Regions from separate parts of the Oryctolagus cuniculus genome. Here region 2 is linked to region 1. Evidence: chromatin contacts called from public Micro-C data. All regions are on one chromosome and are shown on one strand. Each heading gives the region's core, a stretch centred on a gene start, on an enhancer-like site or on the middle of the called end of the contact. The rest is flanking DNA. Distances are from core to core; before and after follow the strand shown. Region 1 overlaps STK10 (serine/threonine kinase 10). Region 2 holds the start of UBTD2 (ubiquitin domain containing 2).

Region 1 (3,170 bases), core at 113-2,612:
GGCTGAGGGAGCTCAGAAGAGACTGGACAGTGCCCCGCCCCAGGCCTCCTGCGGGCACCCTTGCTTCTCACCACTTGGAGGGCGTGAGCAGCGTGGGAGGGTCCGACTTGGCGATCTTGAGTAGGACCCGCATGGGGTTGAGCTCATGGTGTGGGGGCTCGATCTGGGCCATCTCGATCAGCGTGATGCCGAGGGACCAGATGTCGGCTTTGTAGTCGTACGGGGTGTCCTTCATGGTCTCGCACAGCACCACCTCGGGGGCCATCCTGAACCAACCAAGGGACAACAGAGGGCTCAGAATCGGGCCTCCAGAGGCATTTTTGGGAGACTCAGGTTCAAGGGCCACCACCAGCCAAGGTCAGGAGTTGGCAGCATTCCCCATGTTCCTTACAACCGTCTTCACCCGGGCTCGCCAGCCCTGTCCTGCTGCAGTTGCTGACTCCTACCACAAGATGGCAGCATCAATCCAGACCTCAGTGTCCTGGGGAGGGGAGGAAGGTGGGGTGGAGAGGGAGGAAGTGGTACAGAAGGGGTGAGAGAGAAAGAAACAGTTAGCAGTAGTGAGCAAGCAAGAAGGGAGCCCAAACTCCACCACAGCACGTGATGCACAAGAAAAAAACTGAGAAAACAACACAGTAGAAAGCAACTAGAGGTCAGATGGAGCAAGAGCTTGGCTTTTAAATAGTTTTGGAAAAGTATGGAACAGGACAGACCAGGGAAATTAGAGAGACTTCGAGAGGAGAGGACTTGAACTTGAACTGCTCATCTTCATAAAACCCAGCCTGGTGCTCAGCACAGAAGTGTTGAATAAGAAGAACCAAGAACTGAACCATCCTCTGGGGCTCCCGCTGAGTCGTTATGAATGGAGCACTTCCCATTTCACCCCCGCAGGGATGCCATGAAGTGGGTGGGACGGGGGTCTTCAAAGAAGCCCATGGAAAATGCAAATAATGAAAACCCATGCTTGACTTCAAACTTTTTTCCTGCACCAAAGTAAACTCACCTGATGCCATCTTCCCATGCATTTTTTTAAAAGCCCCTTTGCATTGCCTCCCTAACTTCACAGATGAGATAACAGGCAGAGGGGAGCTAAGTGGCTTGTGCAGTCTCAGGACTGGTAAGCTTTAGAGGCCTGGCTCACCCCGGCAGGTGGCCCGGTTCACCCCGGCAGGTGGCCCAGGGCCCTGGCCTGCCGGCCTCTCCCCCTCTACAGTGCCCGGAGGCCATGCTGGTGTAGGTTTAACGTTCGGTCCACATCCAGTTTCCAGAAGAAGCTGCGTGACTCACCAGTAAGGCGTTCCGATGAAGGAATCTCGCTTCTGCAGAGTCTTCAGATTCTTGGCAGACACCCCAAAGTCAGCTGCAAGATAAAATCTCAGCTAGAGAATGGGCCGAGCGTTCCACCACCCACAGCCCCGGCACGGGCCAGGGATGCATATTCCAAATCCAGCAACAGATGCTCCTCTCCAGCCAGCCAGAGGCCTCTGGACACCCCGCCTGCTGCTGTAAGGGTGCGCTGAGATGGGGCGCTTCCCTGCCTGCTGATGGCAGCAGGAAGCAGCAGGTGCCCTTGGTAAATCGCAAAAAAAAAAGTCTTTAAAATGTCTACTCCTTTGATCCAATAATTCCAAATCTAGCAATCTAATGAAAGTTTAACACACACACACATACACACACACACAAAGGGATTTCCAGAAAATTGTTAGGAATGTAGGTTCTTTAAAACATTTATTCATTTTTATTTTTTTAAAGAGCAACAGGCAGAGAGAGAAAGCAGAAGAGAGAGTGAGAGAGACGGCCTGCAGCAGCCCAAAGCTAAGAGCCAGGAACTTCATCGATGTCTCCGAAGTGGGTGGCAGGGACCCATGTCCGGGAAGCCTCATCCACTGCCTCCCAGGCTGCACATTCGCAGGGAGCTGGACTCCACCCGGCACTCCACTACGGGACACAAGCGTCCCAAGCGGCAGCTGCACCCACTGCACTGCACCACCCGTCCTAAACAGCCTGGAATATGAAAACCATTACGCACTGTGATGTTCATCATAGCGCCATTAGATTAGTCACACATCTGAAACAGCTATAATTGTTTAACTACCATATTAAAACTTTCTATGTACAGTACATAATACATTACATGGTTTCCCAAAAGTGTATCACACACACAGAGCGAGGTGAAATAGGGAGATGGAGAGGTAAGAAAGAGCCACGTGATGGAATATTCTACATCTTTAAATTCATTTTAAAGTGTTTTTTTTTTTTTTTTTAACATACAATGTTTTACTTGTAGAGTGGCCAGCTACTAGTTACATTACAACCTGAAGATCCTGTGTGGTCACAGCTGGGCCCTCCGAAATAAGGGCAAGACCAGACCCAGTGCCAGGGAGGAAACCCACCGCATGGCTTAAGCAATGGGGGGGCAGATGAGGCTTCTTCCACTTTCCTGTAACCTTGCAGGGATGCACGTGGTGACTTTCAGGGTAACGAGACACCAGCACAAGGTACCTGCGATCACACACGCAGCACTGCGGCCTGCCTCGCCTTGGTTAATCAATTAACTGGGCGGGTGCTGTGGCGTGGAGGGTAAAGCCACCGCCTACTGCGTAGGCATCCCATATGGGCGTCAGTTTGAGTCACCGCAGTGCCACTTCCAATCCAGCTCTGTGCTATGGCCTGGGAAAGCAGTAGAAGATGGCCCAAGTCCTTGGGCCCCTGCACCCGCGTGGGAGACCCTGAAGAAGCGCCTGGCTCCTGGCTTCAACCTGGTCTAGTGCTGGCTATTGCCATTACCAGGAGAGTGAACCAGCAGATGGAAGACCTCTCTCTCTCTCTCTCTTTGTCTCTCCCTCTCTTTAACTCCGACTTTCAAATAAACAAATCTTTAAAAATAAATAAAATGTCTTTGATAGAGCGTGTTGAGCTTTCATGGCTCAAGAACTGAAATGCATAAAGCAAAGGCCTTTTGGCTTTGTGGGTTTTTGTTTTTTCTCTCTTAAGTAAGGCCCAGGATGTGGTGAAAAGAGCTTCTTCACTCGGCGCTGTGGGAGCGTCACGGGTGTGAGCGTAAGCAGGGCGTGAGGCCATGGACACGCTGCATGGCCCCAGCCAGGCCATACCTGAGCAATCGGACCATCGCAGGGCGACTCCAGACCAGGAGCAGGCCCACGCCTGGC
Region 2 (3,256 bases), core at 660-3,159, 160 kb after region 1:
TTTAAATCATGCCCTTTTGATCTTCCTTCTTTGTTGTCACTGAGGATCTTATTAATGTGCCACCAACTAATTACACTGTCACAGGAAATGCAGTATTTTGTAGCATTTTCATGGACTAGACAACTTTCACTGAGTTCTCCCCAGGATTTAGCCATACAAGACACCCAAAGAGGCACGTTAAATACCGTGTCATCCAAGAAACCTACGTATACCAACGTTAGGTATACATGCCGTATGAACAAGCGATGACAAGGCAAACAACTGGTCCAAATGTTAGCATGTTAAGAAAAAGTTGTAAAACCCTCTCATTGCCCCACAACATTGCAAGTATGTACCACATTCTGCGGCTCCTAACATCAGCTGGAATCCAATCAACAGTGTCATCTTTGCTGTTCCTAAAAACCGTTTAACTAAAAATTTAACTTCTACACGGTCCTTAGAAGAGACTCAGCCAAAGGTCCCTTAGCTCCAGTAGTCAGGATTACTTTTATTACACAGCCATACAGCAACTACTGATGGAATCAAAACACGTCTCCGCAGTACACCTCTGTTTTCTGCAAAGCACAAGTGCGCTCCGCGTTAGCAAACTTTGAAAGTACTGATCCTACTGGGGTAAGTGAAACTCTCATGCATGTGCACTGTTACCCTACATATTTTCCTTTTACGTAAGTCGGATCGGAATTTGACTAGCCCACCCGGACAGCATGCTGCCTACCGGCCCTACGCTGCAGCTGCCGCAGCAACAGCAGCAGCAGCAGCAGCAGCAGCAGCAGCAAGAGGCCACGTTTTAGCCGGGCAGACCGTTCCCCCTCCCTCTTTCCTATGCCTGTGGCCACTGGAGACTTCCCCAGCTCAGCTCAAGAAACTCGCAGGTTTAAATGGCCAAACTGGAACCAACCAGGGCAGCTGTCATCTGAAACTCAGGAAAGCTGAGACCAGCCAACTGCGCTGAGCGAGGAAGGGAGCCGAGAGCTGTGGCGGGCCCGTCGGAGGGAACGCATTAGGCTCCCTCCCCCGCCGCCACCCCCCCTCCCAATCAATTCGCTTTCTGCAACCCCAGCGCCGCCATCCTGCTCCTGAATTATTAAACGGGCTGGAGACGGAGTGAGATGGCCACAAGGGCAGTTTCGGGTCTGACTTCCCGAGCCCAGGCGCTGAGATCAGGGAGGCCGAGGGCTCCGTCTCCGGCGCGCAGACTTTCTACCGCCGCTAGGGAGGGAAAGGGGCGACCCCCGTGGCCGGCGGGGCAGCCGGAAGCGCAGCGCGGGCAGTGACGTGGGAGAGGGGATGACAAAGGGGCGCGGGGGCCTGCCCGCGCGGCCCGCGGGGGTCGGGACAGGTGGCCGGGCCTGGCCGGGAACAATGGGGGGCCGAGGCTGCCCCCTGGCGCTCACCTACCTCCGGTGCCCTCCGAGTTCTCGTTGAGGCTGCCCGAGGAGTCGTGCTGGGCGCCCACACACCCGCCCATGGGGGCCCCGAGCGCCTCGTCCGCCACCTCCGGGCGCTCGTCCGGGCCCGCCGCCGCCGCCTCAGCCTCCTCCGGAGCCGCCGCCACCGAGCTCCGGACAGCGCGCCGCTCCGCTCGCCCGCCGCGGCCCAGCCTCCGCCCCCCTCGCCGCTCCACCCACCGCCGTGGCTCGGCCCCTTCCTCCGCGCCCACTTCTACCTCAGCCCCCGGGCCGCCCGCCCCGCAGGCCTGGCCCGCGCGCCGCCCTCGCCTCCGGCTCGGCCGCACCAGGCGGGGGCTGGCCCATCCCGAGAGGGCCGCCGCGCCCGCCTCGCCCCTTCACAGCCCCGCACAACCCCAAACTGGGCGAGCCCCGCGTCGGCGCCGCCCGTCAGCCAGGCCCCATCGGCCCCCGCCCCGCGGCGCCGCCCTCCGCACCAGCCGCCCGGGCTCCGCAAAGGCCCGCCCGGAACCGCCGGGGAGGGGCGGGGCCGTGGGAGGCCGCGCTCTGATTGGCTGCGGGCGGGGCCGCGAGAGGAGGGGGGAGGGGAGCGGAGCGGCGAGGAGGCGAGGCTGAGGGATCTGTGGTGGGGGGAGAGGAAGGGAAAGGGGGCGAGAGCGAGCGAGAGAGGGGGGACGGGAAGGAGAAAGAAAGGGAAGAAGGGGAGAAAGCGGGAAAAGCAGAACAGAGGTGAGAAAGGAGAAGTGGAGAGGGACCAAGTCGAGTACTTCTGATGGAAGACGATACCGAGAAGTTGCAATGGGGACCGGGCGCTTTCCCCAACAGCCGGACGTGGAGGCCCCAGCCGTTGTGAATTCGTGTCGAGGCCGGGGGGTCGGTAGCGCGGGCCTGCCGGTGCGCTCACCCCCACGACCGCTGTGCCCTGTGGGGGAGGTGGAGGCGGTCATTGTATAGAAGTTGGACCCGGGTTACTGAGGCGAGGCATCCGGTGCACGGAGAGAGAATTCTGCACAGGATCGATGATTCAATCTCCTGCTCAGGATCCCGCCTTTGACTCTCTTAAGTCCGCTTCAGAACAAAGTGAAGAAAAGGAAAAAAAAAAACTGATGGAACGCCCGGGTTTTCTAAGAGTTTGGTGTGTTGACCACGCCCGACATTCTTGGCGTCCCGATCGAAGGCGAATTCTTAATGGTGCCTTTAAAACGATGCCTCTTTCTTGCTGCGATGCTTGAAAATTCTGTCATCCTTCCTGGGCCCTTCTAAAGCTTATTCCTGCCACAGAGCTGTTTTAAATACCTGCTCATTTTTATACAGACTGTATTATTCAGTTAACAGCCTGGATCAACTTTTGCTTAGCATTAAAGAAAAAAAATTTTTTAAGTGAAAGACCTAAGAAAGACGCTCTGCAGCTTGGGATTTGCATTTGGATATATTCTTATACGATGCTGGTGGGAGTGTGAATTGGTGCAGTCTCTTTGCAAAGAGCCATTGGCTGGGGACTATTCCACATCTGGTAATCTAGTTGACAGAAATAATCCAAAATACAAAGATTCAGGTCCTGTATTCATTTAAGAATCACACAAAAATGAGAATTAAACAAACCAAACCCTGCGTTTACATGGAGGCGCAGAGAAGTTCTGTGAAATCTAGAAGCCTGCTATGTTCCACTTACACTGAAGAATTAGCACTGTCCTCCGTGGTGGTCCTGAACATTCAAAAAGAGCTTAGACAACCAATGTTTTTGAGTTTGCAGAGGTTGCTCTGAGATCAGGGTTCAAAACCTGTGCTGGCAGACAGACAGATGTCACTGCATCACTTCCCAGAGAGAAAGAAAAGCAGCATGCTGG

Evidence for each region. Hi-C and Micro-C count contacts between places; a contact is called where the count stands out from the background.
Region 2: a contact with region 1 is called in a Micro-C map of ear pinna, with 8 times the contacts expected there. The contact joins the promoter of UBTD2 here to the enhancer-like site in region 1. A contact is called at or near these places in 5 of 6 Hi-C or Micro-C datasets (ear pinna, embryonic fibroblasts, psoas muscle and 2 more).

Annotation. Positions count from the first base shown.
Region 1 is chr6:58,751,934-58,755,103 of mOryCun1.1, forward strand. It overlaps STK10 (serine/threonine kinase 10), which reads right to left. Exons shown (of 19, transcript XM_051843610.2): 5 at 1,288-1,360; 6 at 72-266. Among named protein-coding and RNA genes, the nearest start is that of FBXW11, 59 kb to the left of the region's middle. Within about 2 kb of position 1,363, at least 3 of the 8 cell types and tissues checked have an H3K27ac peak or open chromatin away from gene starts, as enhancers often do. A contact at or near this core is called in ear pinna, where this site is marked.
Region 2 is chr6:58,913,538-58,916,793 of mOryCun1.1, forward strand. It overlaps UBTD2 (ubiquitin domain containing 2), which reads right to left and starts at 1,910. Exons shown (of 3, transcript XM_008255390.4): 1 at 1,399-1,910. The coding sequence starts at 1,468.